Linked DNA regions of Mus musculus: region 2 is linked to region 1. Evidence: chromatin contacts called from public Hi-C data. All regions are on one chromosome and are shown on one strand. Each heading gives the region's core, a stretch centred on a gene start, on an enhancer-like site or on the middle of the called end of the contact. The rest is flanking DNA. Distances are from core to core; before and after follow the strand shown.

Evidence for each region. Hi-C and Micro-C count contacts between places; a contact is called where the count stands out from the background.
Region 2: a Hi-C map of the N1E-115 cell line shows a contact between it and region 1, with 4 times the contacts expected there. The contact joins two enhancer-like sites. A contact is called at or near these places in 4 of 39 promoter capture datasets (cranial neural crest, epiblast stem cells and liver), 1 of 15 datasets of contacts at CTCF or cohesin (the NIH/3T3 cell line) and 3 of 484 Hi-C or Micro-C datasets (3T3-L1-derived adipocytes, the N1E-115 cell line and bone marrow-derived macrophages).

What each region holds. Positions count from the first base shown.
Region 1 is chr2:61,282,357-61,289,303 of GRCm38.p6, reverse strand. No RefSeq gene overlaps it. Among named protein-coding and RNA genes, the nearest start is that of Gm26422, 5.6 kb to the right of the region's middle. Within about 2 kb of position 4,428, at least 17 of the 459 cell types and tissues checked have an H3K27ac peak or open chromatin away from gene starts, as enhancers often do. A contact at or near this core is called in the N1E-115 cell line, where this site is marked.
Region 2 is chr2:61,373,229-61,380,712 of GRCm38.p6, reverse strand. No RefSeq gene overlaps it. Among named protein-coding and RNA genes, the nearest start is that of Gm39834, 6.4 kb to the right of the region's middle. Within about 2 kb of position 3,417, at least 11 of the 459 cell types and tissues checked have an H3K27ac peak or open chromatin away from gene starts, as enhancers often do. A contact at or near this core is called in the N1E-115 cell line, where this site is marked.

The DNA.
Region 1 (6,947 bases), core at 3,179-5,678:
CGGGAACTACTGCTTAAAGAACTATCTAGAAGAATACTCGGGTGTTAATGGAGATAAGGGTTTTGTTTAAATAATGATTAAAAAAACACCCCATGTAAGGGAGTTAGAAGGTTTCTATGTCTATCTTACTAAAGTGCATCTTAATGGTATTAAAATAAAAATAAATATACTATAAAAGTCAACACAAACGCAGTGGAGTGTTTGAATTTAGATAATTACTCTTCATATTACCTCCCTCATACATAGTCTTGCAAATAAAATAGTTACTTTTTTCTGATAATACCTTCATAAGGACTCAACAGTTACATACATTATTTTATATATTGAAACATATCTTATCCCTCTTTTATTACCAATTTTCATTAGAGCCACCTGGATATTTATACATCTTTTTCTCCAGCCCTTTCCCATTGGCTTACTGCTTCACAGATATTTAAGAGCCTGGTTCTCGCCAGGAGTCTTTCAGAAGGGGGGTTGTTTGCTATTTGTTTATTTCCAAGATTGGGTTTCTCTGTGTAACCCTGGCTGTCCTGGAACTCACTCTGTAGACCAGGCTGGCCTTGAACTCATATATCTCCTTGCTTCTGCCTTACCAGTGCTGGTATTAAAGGCATGTGCTACCACACCTGGCTGAGTCTTAAAAAATTGGGCTGACTAGCTCACTACCACCCAGACCCAGATCCGTGTCTTTGAGTTAGCCCACCCCCACCCTCTATGAACTGCTAGACAACATAAAGGGGCAGGGCCTGCAGAATCAGAGCTATGGAATCTCCACGACACAGGGCTACAACAGGCTATCCAAGAAGACTCTCACTGAGGATCCAGTATTGATGGTGTATTAGAAGCCAGAGGCCTGGAACCAGTCCAATGACTCATTGCAATGAATATGTGCAAGTAAAACTGTTGGAGCAAAAGGGTGTACCATATGACACATTGTGACACACTGTGACACACTGCAGCTTCCACAACAAGATTTTTTTTGTTGTTTTTTTTATTTTTTTATTTTCTTTTGTGGGGGAGGTTGCAAGGGCAGGGGGCAGATACACTGGGATGGGGAGGATGAGTGGGATGGGGTGCATGATGGGAAATTCACAAAGAGTCAATGGAAAGTTTAAAAAAATTGGTAAGTATTTTGATAGGTCATCTTTCCCACCTAATTCAATTAAGGAAATAATATTTTTGTGTCAGAGATTTTAATATATTTTTGGTTAGGGTTTTTTTTTTTTGCATCTTAGAATCTAAAGAAAAACACAAAGCTATATATGGGTTATCCTATCCTGCTTACAAAATACTATGCTCTCTAAAGACATGGGCTATCCCATACTACCTGCTTGTGTCTGCAAGATTCTTCTGATTGTAGAACTCAATAAAGTTTGTTTAAACAGGATGACATCTATTAAAGAGTTTTCATTTTCACAAATCTTTGTGGCACATGTAGAGGGACACTTTTAGCAAAAGTACAATGGCAGGCAACGTCTCCGATTAGGCACTGTCAAGGCCACTGGGCACAGGGGAACCTGTGAGTCAGTAGAACCTGTATCTTTTCTTAGGAGGGTAGCATGTCTGGTTACATTCTTATATTGGCGAGAGAAATACAGAATGGTTTTCAGTCTGTGAGTAGGCATGAGAAACAGGGAGCTTGAAATTGCTGGGTTCAGAAACATTTAAACAATTTAAGAGTTTTGTTTCTCTTGTTCTGTTTATAGCAGCATCTTTCCACTTTGCCAAAACTTAAGATGATTTGGACAGTATAGAAATGGATGTGATATTGTATAACACTGTTTGAGAATGTGTTAGCTTTCTAATTGTTTTCATTCTTGATTATATTAGGGGAAAGTCTGATGCATTCTAGCTTTTCCCCTTTCTTGACAATTTTTGCATGCATACCCACATATGTGTGAGCAGATGGGTGTGTGTGTGTGTACGCAATGTGAGCATGTGCATAGAGGCCTAAGGTGGATGTTGGACATTTCCATCCTACATATTAAAGTGGGGTTCTTCACTTGAATGGAGAGCTCATCAATTCCGCTAGTCTAGTTAGCCAGCTTGTTCTGTGGATCCCTGTCTCCACATCCCATGCACTGAGATTATAGGCAACTTTCCACAGCCAGCCAGCATTTGAGTGTGAGAGATCCAACCTCTAGTCCTCATGTTTCAATGCCAAGGACTTTGTCCATAAACCATCTCCACAATCCATGTGATTGCGTTTTAAAAAAGAATTTTTTCAACTCTTACTGATACACTTTTTCTAATTAACAAACAAACAGGACACTTTCTGTGCAAGCTCAAAAACTTCAGTGACTAAGCAGCTGATCTTAAATTTCCATTAGCTTTCAGGATGGAGTGTTTTACACAGTGACATGTGTAATCTGCTTCAAGGTGACCAGCACAAAGGACAGTTCCCCAAAGAGGCAGATCTGAGAAGGTGGGCCTTAGACCTTATGTTACAGGTGAGAAGCTTAGAGTCCAAGAAGCCAAGTGACTAGCATTAAGTTATGTTTTACCTCCTTTGGGTGAAATCATTTCTTGATTATTGATTTAAATGCAAAAAGCCCAATTTCAACCTCTGCTCTGATTGGATAGTTAAAAAGCACACCTAGGCTCTGACTGACGATAAGTGACTAGATATGTTGATTAGCACATCAGAGGATGCTGTGTGTGTAAACTTGATACTTGACACAACTTTTTCAATGTCTTGTTCCATGGCTGAAGAGTACAGTAATCATGAGTCAAAATTCTGTGACAGAAAGGATTCATTGGGAGGGGACAATGATTAAAAAACAATCTTTGTTCCTAGAAAACAGAACAAAATGTGGGGTGATCTCACTTCTTAACGCTTTAGTAATAAGTCAGTCTAGCGAAGCACCAGGTTTTGAAGTGCTTACACACAGGATGTGAAGCAGATGTGCACATGTGGGAAGAGATCAGAGCGTAGTAAGAATCCTCATGCAGACCCATCAGGTCCTGAGGCTACCAAGCCCTATTAGGTCTATGGCCAGGCCAGACTGCTGTATGAAACCCAGCTCGTTTGCTCCTGACACAGTGCCAACAATCTGTAACTCACATTCTGTGACACATGTGTCATGCTTTTACATTAAAACCCAACCTCTCCCTAGTCAGAATGGCCATTGTCAAGAAAGTAGATGGCTAAAATGCTGGCGAGGATGTAGGGAAAGAGGAGTAAGGTGAACTAGGACAGCTATTATGGAAATCAATGTGGAGATTTCTCAAAAAACTAAACCCAGACAGGGCTGGATGGATGGCTCAGCACTTAAGAGCACTGGTTGCTCTTCCAGAGGACCTGGGTTCAATTCCCACCATCCATATGAGGCTGATCACAGGAAATCTGACATTACCTTCTGGTCTCTATAGTCACCTGCATAATATACACATCCACACACATCTATATGTGATTAAAATAAAATCTTTTTAAAAGTTAAACAGAGTGCTACTAAATGACTCAGCTATACCACTCCTAGGCATGCACCCAAAGGGCTCTATATTCTGCCACAGAGATCTCATACGTTGGCGCTTACAGCTGCATACCCACAGTGGTAGGGAAATGAAACACACATGGATGACCATTCAGCAGAAGAATGGATGATGAAAATGTGGTCCATGCACGGAATGGAATTTTATTCAGCTATAAGGCAAAATGGAAATTCAGGCAAGTGAGTGAAGCTGGAAAGGGTTATATTAAGAGAAGTGATCCAAACTCAGGAACAGAAACGGCACATGCTCTCTCACACATGGATCCTAGACTTTAATGTTTTTGTGCATGTATGTAAGTATGGATGTGGCTATAGGCCACCGAAACCAGAAACAAAGTGCTGGGGAGACAGGTGAGGACTCAGACACATGCGGTGAGAAAGCAGGAGGCTCCTGGGCTTGGGGTGGGGGTGGGGGTACGAGTATGTGTGTGGGAGCAGCAAGACAGGAAGAAAAGCCGAATCCGAATCAACCAAACAACTTCATTTGAAAATGCCACCATGGCATTTTGTATGCTAATTAAAACTTTGACAAAAGAATATAAAAAGTAATTGGTTTTATTACAAACCAAAACCTCGGAACAGCATGGAGATCAGATCATGAGTCAGTGGAAGAAACAAAGGAGAAACTTGCAAATCCTGATTTGCTTCATAGTTCATCCTGGGCTTGGCACACACACACACACACACACACACACACACACACACACACACACACACACACCCCACATCCCACATCCACTGAATGCAGCAGTCTGGTTATATTTATTCACTCGCTTCCCTAAGTGACAAGAGACTCACGGTGGCATTTGTCAGTGTGTACATAAATTGCACTTTTCAGCTGATGATCCTTCTTCACCCTACGGATGAAGTTGTATGTATCACATTCTCCGGGAGCAATTCAGCCATGACTCACAGCATTCTTGTCCCATCTTCCAGATGGTATCAGCAATGCCAGTTACACGAGGATGTCCATACATCTGAACATCACCAAATGCCATCCGTGTAAGGAGTCCTAATTGCCTCCTGAAGCAAGGGATCAGATCTACTTTTCAAATACATTTTGACCATTTCATTTGTAATTTCTAGATGACCTTTCTGCTAACTTGTAATTTGACTGCTTATCAGATTAGATCTATAAACAGGAAATGATATCAATGAAAAATGGCACTTGTTTGTTTGGTCAAAGCTGACCAACATGCCTACCTAGTAAGTGCCTAGGAGAAACACATACTTCTGGTAGAAGAGAAAGACTCCCATGAAATAGTTAATTTCACAGAGAAGCCAAGTCCTTTGGTAAATTCAGGCATTTCAGTGTTACAAGTAAAGGCACAAAGTGGCAAGTTGCCAAGGAGAAATGGAACAGCTTCCCAGAGATGCTTGTTGCAGGCATCGTGATTTGTGGCAAACTCATTTGCAGCAGGAAGTCACTGGGAGGGGGACGAAGGGGAGTAGGACCTGCAGTTGTGTCTAACACTGATCCAGACAAAACAGCAATCAAAACCCAGGAGCTGACATCCAATCATTAAAGGATTCGAGCCATTGGTACAGTGTTATCCAGACAAAGCTGAAAACATCCCAAAGAAGGCAGAATCTCAATTTCGGAAATCGGAAACCAGCAACCAGCACCTAAATAGCGATATCTGAGCTCAGTCAGACACAGTAAAGCATTAAAACAGCATGAGTTCAACAGTAAATCTTGATGATACAACTGCATGTACGGCGTAGTGAATTTGTAGTGTTCATTTGCTTTGCTGCCTTTTAAACAGTATACAAGTATATTGTGCTTGCACATACAATGATGCCATTATATTACGGCAGTGGTTGGGGAAATGGCTACAGCTTGATTAATTGTAGAACAGAATTGCTTGACAGCAGAGCTGTCAGATATCAAAACACTTGCCAGGTTCTTTAATTGGACAAGTTGAGGAATGTATAGTGTAGCTGCTGTAACCAAAACCAATCTACAATTTCAGTAAAATTAACCCTTTAACACTATCTTCTTCCTGGTCTCTAATGTAGATAGATAGGTAGGTAGGTAGGTAAGTAGGTAGGTAGGTAGGTAGGTAGGTAGGTAGGTAGATAGATAGATAGATAGATAGATAGATAGATAGATAGATAGATAGATAGATAGATATAGGGAAACAGCTACACTGTAGAGTCTACAGAAATGCTGCCACACACAAGGTCATTCAAGACCAACCACTAATAAGCAAACAAAGGGGCAGAATTTGGGAGGATCTTCCAAATTTCCAAAGAGTTTTCATATACAGTATTTTGCTTAGTCCTCCACTCTACCACCTACAGAGCCTACTCTGCATCCGATTCTACTCATGTACTTGAGAGAACAACATGAATGGCATTCCTGTAGCCAACAGACTCAATCAGTGAAGAAATGGAGCAGAGTATTGGTGATGGTCTCTAAGCTTTTTCCCTAGATGCCACAAATCTATCTTTGAACTCAGGAAAAAAAAACCCTAATGTTTTTATCTTTCTACTAGGCTACCTCTGAAACAAATAGGTCAAATTAGTCAAGAGAGAAATACATTTTCATTGAAAGCTGTTTTCCAAGGCACTCTAAATTTCATACCAGAAAAACAGTTTAGCAGATAAGTCAGTTCTAAAAGCACCTGTCTATTAAACAAGACTTCTAGACCACTGATTTTATTTTCTTTAGAGAAATGCTAAAGAAACTTGCATTAAATCAGCAAGTTTTTCATGGTCAACTTTTAAAGAGCTCAGAAAACATTATCTCTTGCCTTCCAAAGAGAGCACAGGGCAGACTGAAAACTGAGGACATTTTGGGGCCATTCAGAGAACAGGAGTTTATAGCAAAAGCCACAATGTCATTTGGAAAGGCCAGTCTTTCTCCACTATGTTTTCTATAAAGTAAATTGAGAGATATTGAGGTAAACATGTTTTGAAGAAAATCCATCACAGACACCCATGCCCTTCCCACCGCATCACCTCAGCAGATCCCATTTCATGTTGCCTCTGCACAACAGTGACTAAAACAATGAGGTTTGATGATAGGACTAAGGTGACAGTCACCACCTCTTTCCTTTGTAGGTGGAACGTTTTCCATGTTGTTATCAAGCTCTTGTGGGGTAGTGCTTTGGTAAAGGGAACACACCCTGATTTGAACAGTGCTTTGCCCAACGACTCTGACATCCATTGATGTTCCTTGTCTGAGTCAGCTACCCACTGCAGCTTGCAAAATAGTAATTTTTCTAGTTTCCCATTCCTTATAATTTCTTATTCCTTCAATAGAAAAAATTCTAGTAAATGTTAAGTTCTCCAGTATTAATATCCAACATCATGTGGGATGGTGAAATAGTCTGTCCCAAAGTGGCAACTTGGGGCTTAAGTCTCTCTCTCTCTCTCTCTCTCTCTCTCTCTCTCTCTCTCTCTCTCTCCCTTCCCATCATTCATTCATTCATTCATTCATTCACTCATTCA
Region 2 (7,484 bases), core at 2,168-4,667, 92 kb before region 1:
CAGCAAATATTTCCCCTGAGAGCTATTGCTTAGGAGATGGTTGTCTGCTCTCCTGAAACCAGGCTCTTGTAGACGTCCCTTAGGAGATGCCAGTATTCTGTAAGGTACAATGGAGGTGAAATGTCGTCAGATTTTCCCTGAGCACATCTGGTATCTGCAGTGATGGCTAAAATTCAAAATGGACAAAGAAGGTGTGAGCCATGGCAGAAACTGTGTCTGACTCAGTTTGTCTGAATAGTTTCACTGCCTTTCATAGGTGACACCACTGAGACTGGAGGAGTAGGGTCAACTTAAGTGTGACTCGTTAGGACTAGAGATGCACAAGACCAAATACTGCCTTCCCTCAGGAAATGTTCATTCATGTAAACCATGAAATATTATGTAATGCGTGTGTTGATAAGATCATACACACAGCATGTGATAAGGCTGCAAATGCAAGGTATTTATTTGGATTCAAAATCTTTATTCATATGGTGGACAGATATACTGCCTGCTTTTATTACATTGGGGCACACTGGAATAGTCACTAAATTATTTGCATACCCAATATCACTTAACACACCTAGAACTTTAATAAAGTGTATATTCTCACTTCTCATTTTTCAGAAAATAAAGTGGCCGTTTCTTGTATACTTTCACATAACCTAGACACAGTATGCTTAAAGAGTCGTTGCTTGGTGGAAGAAGATGACCTAAGACTGATAAAATCAATGCAGACAAGCAGAGATGCAGGCACAGGCTAATGCAGCACATTGCTAGAAACAGGAGAACCCAGTGGCTGATTCCATTAACTCCAGCTTCATCCTGTAGCAGTGTGAATAATTAAGATACGGGCTGGTACTAAGACTCTCAGCTCCTTTTTAGAGGGGCTTACAGAATTGTGGAAAGTATCTAAAAATATAGAACCAATGTGAAAGAAATAATATTGTTACAAGGGAATGGATAACTAGGGATAATGGGAAAGAGGAGAAATAGCAAGATGCAGCTAATTACCAGGGAAAACCCCTTGACACCCAGGATGGGGAGCCAGGATAATGGTCTCCTGAGTGAAGTGGCAGAATCACCATCAGTTAGTACATTTAAAAATAGGCAACAGAGAGCTAGAAACAGGGCTTTAGGGAATAGTCTTGCATTAGGCAGGAAAAGCGGTAATTGACTAAGTGACCTAATATTAAGAGCTTTCTTTCTCATAAATTTCTTGAATTCTGAAAAAAAAAAGATAAAAATCTTCAAGCTGTATACAGAAATGTAGGTACCTAATGACTGGAAATACCTAAATATAGTCTCAAATTATTCATAAATGCAAAATGAAAGCAGCTGTGCCCCAAATGCCACATAACGTGAGGGCCGGAGGAAATGTAGGAAGTAGACAGTTGGTGTGGGGGTGCTCTCAGTCTGATTTTTTTTGAGGCACTCAGGTGACCTGTGCCCAAGTGCACCTAGGCTGTACAAAGGCCAGCTTGGTTGCTTACGGAAATCTCTCTTTCTGTTTTTCTTTTCCAGCCCCCTGCTGGTAACCTGCTAGAGCTGTTGATGCTCATCTTCTGTAGACTCCTGCGTTGTCCATATCTAAGTCAGTTGTCTCTTCGTTGAAACTGGGGAGTGGTGAGATCATCAAGCTGTTCCCTAATGTGCAACTCTGAAGCTGCAGGTTGCAGAATCGTACTGCAGACCCACAGAAGCCGCAGAGGAGCTCGTGACTGTGAATCTTACCTTGGGGCAAGACAAGCTAACTCCAAGAAAACTACAAGAAGGGAGATCCTTCCTCCTTCTCTTTTCTAATTACTTCCCTTTATTTTCCTTTACTACCAACCAAAGGAGACATCGTCTAAACATGCTACACACATATACTCTGAGTACAGACACATACACATTTTACTGACTTGCAAAAGGCTTTAACACAATTTTCTTGTCTCTGTCATATGCTAGCTATTATTGCTGTTTTGTATTTATCATGTCCTTTGATTCCATTTGAGGGCAGAAATTACATCCCAGGCATCTTTCTATACTTCATAATGCTGTAGTAAAGACATTGATTTTTATCAAATGTGACTAAGTCAAATCTGTAAAAAGTCATAATAAAAACCCCAAGGTGTGTAGAGAAACCCAGGGAGTGCCAGCTTCGCCAACATGGCAAGTCCTCGTTCCGAGGCCGAACACTTAGCTGGGTTTCTACTTCTACCTCTACCAATAATCTCATTTGAGACATTAAGCAAGTCATGTGGTTTCAGCTTCCCTTCCTGTAAGCAGATAACAATCACTTTTTCTTTTTATTTCTTTCACAAAGCATCTGAGAGAGTAAGCATGATAATATCGCTGTTTAATATCACTTTTCACTTAGCAAAGCTAAAAATGATATCAACATTATCTACATCATCATTTTTACCCTCCCCAAACAGATGAACAGGAGTGCAGCCTGGCCTCCCCAGAGATAATTACTTTCCCGCACATTGAGACATACAAGAGAAGATAAAACAGGAAGGAAAACAAAGATTCCAGGAATTACATCTAGTTACAAGGCAGATCAGTAATCTGTCTTCTAATATAATTCTCCAGATAATGCTAGATATCAGGACAAGAAAAAAAGAATTGGCGTTGTTTAATTTTTGACGGGCTACCTAATGAACGGCTAAACCATTTTTGCAGAAGGCAGAATTACAGTGGTTTCTTCTCCGATGCAGCTACTGTATCTAGAGCTAATTGGATTTCCCATTATGATGAGGTTTGTTTTTCAGAATTGAATCTCTGAGTCTCTTCCAATTGCTCTGAGTTGATGGTGAGACAAAAGATGTGCAGGGCGTGTGGAGTGAGTCATGGGTTTGGGAGCAACTCCATGAGGTCAGAGAATCCTTAGGAAAATCGGTGCGTTCTAACTCACGGTGCAAAGAGGAGCCAGGCTTGAGCAGACCATGTCTTCCCAACATGGACATTCTCAGGAGGGGAAACTGACTCTCTGTCATTATCCCTGCCACCACCCTCCTTTCAGACAGTAATGTGTTTTCATTCCATTAAGAGCTTGAATGTTATCTGTGTGGCTGGAACGAAACGGCAGTACCAGCTTCCTTTCTAGTCTGAGGGGTTGCTGTACAGATTACCTCTTTAGCATCGGTTTGTCTGCTCTGGTGTTTTGAAAAGTGAAAAGAATCAAAGTGAAGTGTGTGTGTGTGTGTGTGTGTGTGTGTGTGTGTGTGTGTGTGTGTGTGTGTATGTGTGTGTGTGTACTCATATGTAGCGAGCCCATTGGTTCCTTACACGTAAGCACTCAAAACACATCAATTTTGCTCATCGTACTGAGAGACACCATCATTTTGTAAGATCCTAAGAATCTAAAGATAAAGCGACCATCAATGTTGTAAACTTCTAGATGGGCTAACCACATGTGGGGCCTACTAGAGGCCCTTGAACCATCAGGCTGTGGTTGTAATCAGGCTCCTTCAGATGTGGAGAGAGGTTCAAAGAGGTAATCTAGCGGTCAGCTGGGAGAAGCACAAACTCGGACCAGTTTTTTTTTCTTTTAAATTGAATAATAAAGACTATATATATATTTTTTAATTAGGTATTTTCCTCGTTTACATTTTCAATGCTATCCCAAAGGTCCCCCATACCCACCCCCCCCCAATCCCCTACCCACCCACTCCCCCTTTTTGGCCCTGGCGTTCCCCCGTACTGGGGCATATAAAGTTTGCAAGTCCAATGGGCCTCTCTTTGCAGTGATGGCCAACTAGGCCATCTTTTGATACATATGCAGCTAAAGACAAGAGCTCCCGGGTACTGGTTAGTTCATATTGTTGTTCCACCTATAGGGTTGCAGTTCCCTTTAACTCCTTGGGTAATTTCTCTAGCTCCTCCATTAGGGGCCGTGTGACCCATCCAATAGCTGACTGTGATCATCCACTTCTGTGTTTGCTAGGCCCCGGCATAGTCTCACAAGAGAGAGCTATATCTGGGTCCTTTCAGCAAAATCTTGCTAGTGTATGCAATGGTGTCAGCATTTGGAAGCTGATTATGGGATGGATCCCTGCATATGGCAATCACTAGATGGTCCATCCTTTCATCACAGCTCCAAATTTTGTCTCTGTAACTCCTTCTATGGGTGTTTTGTTCCCATTTCTAAGAAAGGGTAAAGTGTTCACACTTTGGTCTTCATTCTTCTTGAATTTCATGCGTTTGGCAAGTTGTATCTTATATCTTGGGTATCCTAAGTTTCTGGGCTAATATCCACTTATCAGTGAGTACATATTGTGTGAGTTCCTTTGTGATTGGGTTACTTCACTCAGGATGATACCCTCCAGGTCCATCCATTTGCCTAGGAATTTCATAAATTCATTTTTTTAATAGCTGAGTAGTATTCCATTGTGTAAATGTACCACATTTTCTGTATCCATTCCTCTGTTGAGGGGCATCTGGGTTCTTTCCAGCTTCTGGCTATTATAAAAAAGGCTGCTATGAACATAGTGGAGCATGTGTTCTTCTTACCGGTTGGGACATCTTCTGGATATATGCCCAGGAGAGGTATTGCGGGATCCTCCTGTAGTACTATGTCCAATTTTCTGAGGAACCACCAGACTGATTTCCAGAGGGGACCAGTTTTATATTTTTACTCAGGACTTAATCTCTGAGTGTCTTCCATTCTCTGTGTCTGATAATGACGCAAAATGTCCTTGAATTTCAGGCACACCCTTAAATATCTCCTACTATTAATGCCCGCCCCCAAGTTTAACTTCTGGCTATGTTGATTTTTACATTAAACCTATATGAGTCTTTGTTCTGATATAACATTGAAGAAGGAAAACGAAAGAACAGTATGGCCTTTGAATAATTAATAAGTGGCAAATTAATAAATCTCAAATCTGAAATCAGAAGTGAGCTCCGGAGCCCCAAACTGTGGTTCAATCACAAGTCTTCTTTCTTGACCAACGTCATCCCAACCATGCAATGGCAACAAAGCATACTGAAGGAGCACTTTACAGCTTTGAAACCATGTTCATATATGTTATCTCAAATTCGCCCAAGAGAAAAACATCGAATATACCTGCTGTGAGATAACGGCAGACTTTTTTTTTTCCTCCTCAGATTGTTTCAGTGCTATCTTTGGTTACCATAATTTCATGTGACAGATGAGTATCTTGCAGGTAGAGACTAAAGTGCTATGGGATATAGAAAAAAAGCAGGCTGACTTTACAGATGCCAAGGTATCCTTGCAATCTAGCAAACACAGCACCCTGTTCTTTCAGCAGAGCACTGCCATCCCTGCTTCCTAACCCAATCTTAAATCAAAACACAGAGTTCAAAGCAAAATCCCAAACAGAAGACTTCTCCAACTCATCCCGCTCAGCACACTTGTAGGAAGATCATGAAAAAGAGATTTGGAAGAGTCTCATGCGTCTGTAACCATACAACAGGATTTTGTTTTTGTTTGTTTGTTTTTTTAAACAAAATATTTATTTTCATTGGGTGTGTGTGAGTGGTTAGGCTACGTGCATGCATTTGTACCACATGTGAGCCTGGTGCTCATGGAGACCAGAGGAGGATGTTGAATTCCTTGGTCCTAGACTTACAGATGGCTGTTAGCTGCAGTGTATATAGGGAACCTAACAGAGGTACTCTGGATGAGCACCAAGTCCTCTCAGCCATTGAGCCATCTCTCTAGCCCCTAAAGGCATATTCTTGAAAAATACTTGCATCAGCACCTTAATTAATATGGCATGTATATTTCACTACTTCATCCATCAATCATGAACTAATGAAGGAAAAGATGTCATAGTTCTTCCCTAAGGCACTATACCCTCATGAAAAACAAAAACAAAAAACAAAACAAAAACCAAAACCAACCAAACAAAAAACAAAACAAACAAAAACATTGGAAACAAGTCTATATCATTTGAGCAAACTATTCTTTTTGTCTTTAGTGGATATAAATTGCTTGTGTCTAAGGAATGGTCAAGGACTATAGAAGTCTAACAAATGTTAGCCATTTGGCCACACAGAAGGGATGTGTGTTCCAATGTTCTTAAGAGAGAAGGTTTAGCCTAGGACTTCCTTGTCCACCCAAGCTATTCGTAAGTTTCCCACAATACTTGTAATATATAAGGTTGTATTCCAGCAAGACCTTAGGAACATAATCATCCCTCGCTGATTAGATAAAAGGCTTTTTCCCCCCCACTTGAAAATTTAAAGTGAAAAGACAATAGTCCACGTCTGAACTATAATGGTGGTGTAACTTAGTGAATGTAAGCTTGCTGCCCGTGGAAATGTGTAGATGAAGCCTGTTTGTGGGTTTGTATTTACTTTTAACACCTTTCCATTCTGTTCTAGTATCACACAAATGAACTCAGACTCTTGACCAAAACAAGCTCTAATGAATACCAGCAGATGCTACACAGAAAACTTTTGTTTTGTTTTGTTTTCCACCACATCTTGATTCTTCCTGGAGCAACTCATGGTCCCCAGTTGAGGCTTTCTATCTTCTTGGGAGGTCTGTCTACACTGCAGTCTTCTTTATCAAAACAACAGTGTCTTAAAGTGTATTCTAGAATTAGGAATTCAACAATATCCATAGGCAAACCTCACACTTAATATACTCAAAGAAATAGTTTATACATTGAGAATAACATCAGCTGCGCCTCTGTTTTAGAGTTCACAGTGAACATTGGCTTAGTGTTTCTGAATCACCAGCCTTTGTGGTCTGTGTCAAAGATTTGACTAAGGATTTTAAGCAAACAAAAGGCATACTTCATGCATACAACATGCCCACTGACGTCCTGGCTCAATAGGGTCTACAGTTGCCAGAAATCACCAGAATTCATTATACGCAGAGCCATTCATTTATTGATCTATTTTGTCACTGAAATATTTATTGAGTTCTTGCTACATACTCAATACTGCTTTTGCTTAGTCAACAACTTTACTCCTCTTCCTTGCACATAGCTAAAACCCAACTGGTTTAAATCAAGCTTGATTGATCTTACCATTCTTATAAGGCATTGATTTCTAAGGGGCAGAAATCCCAGCACTAGCTGGTGAAAACTGAGAGAAAGTTTGTCTGTCAGGGACATCTGGGAAAGGTTTACTTGCTTTCGAGAGAGCTGTGCCTGGGGTAGACTGCTAAAGTTGGCTAGGTTTAAGTGTCAACTTGCTTAGTCTATTGTACCTAGGTATCTCAGTTTAGATGTTGCTGTGAAGACATTTTATACATGAGGTGATGCCTACAGTCAGTTGAGATGAAGTGGAGTGGTTATCACTGGCAATCCAGGTAGATGCATCTGGTCAATTTGGAAGGCTTGCACCGAAAAACTAATGTTTCTTGGGAAAGAAGAAATTCTGTCTTAAACTGTAGCATCAGCTTCTTCTCAGAGTTCCTTGGCTGCCAGCTGACAGGATGGACCTTGGACTTACCACTTCCTGTGACACAAAAGCCAATCACTTGAAATTACATGGATCTCCTTTTGGTTCTGTTTCTCAGAGAACCTTAACGGGCACTCCGT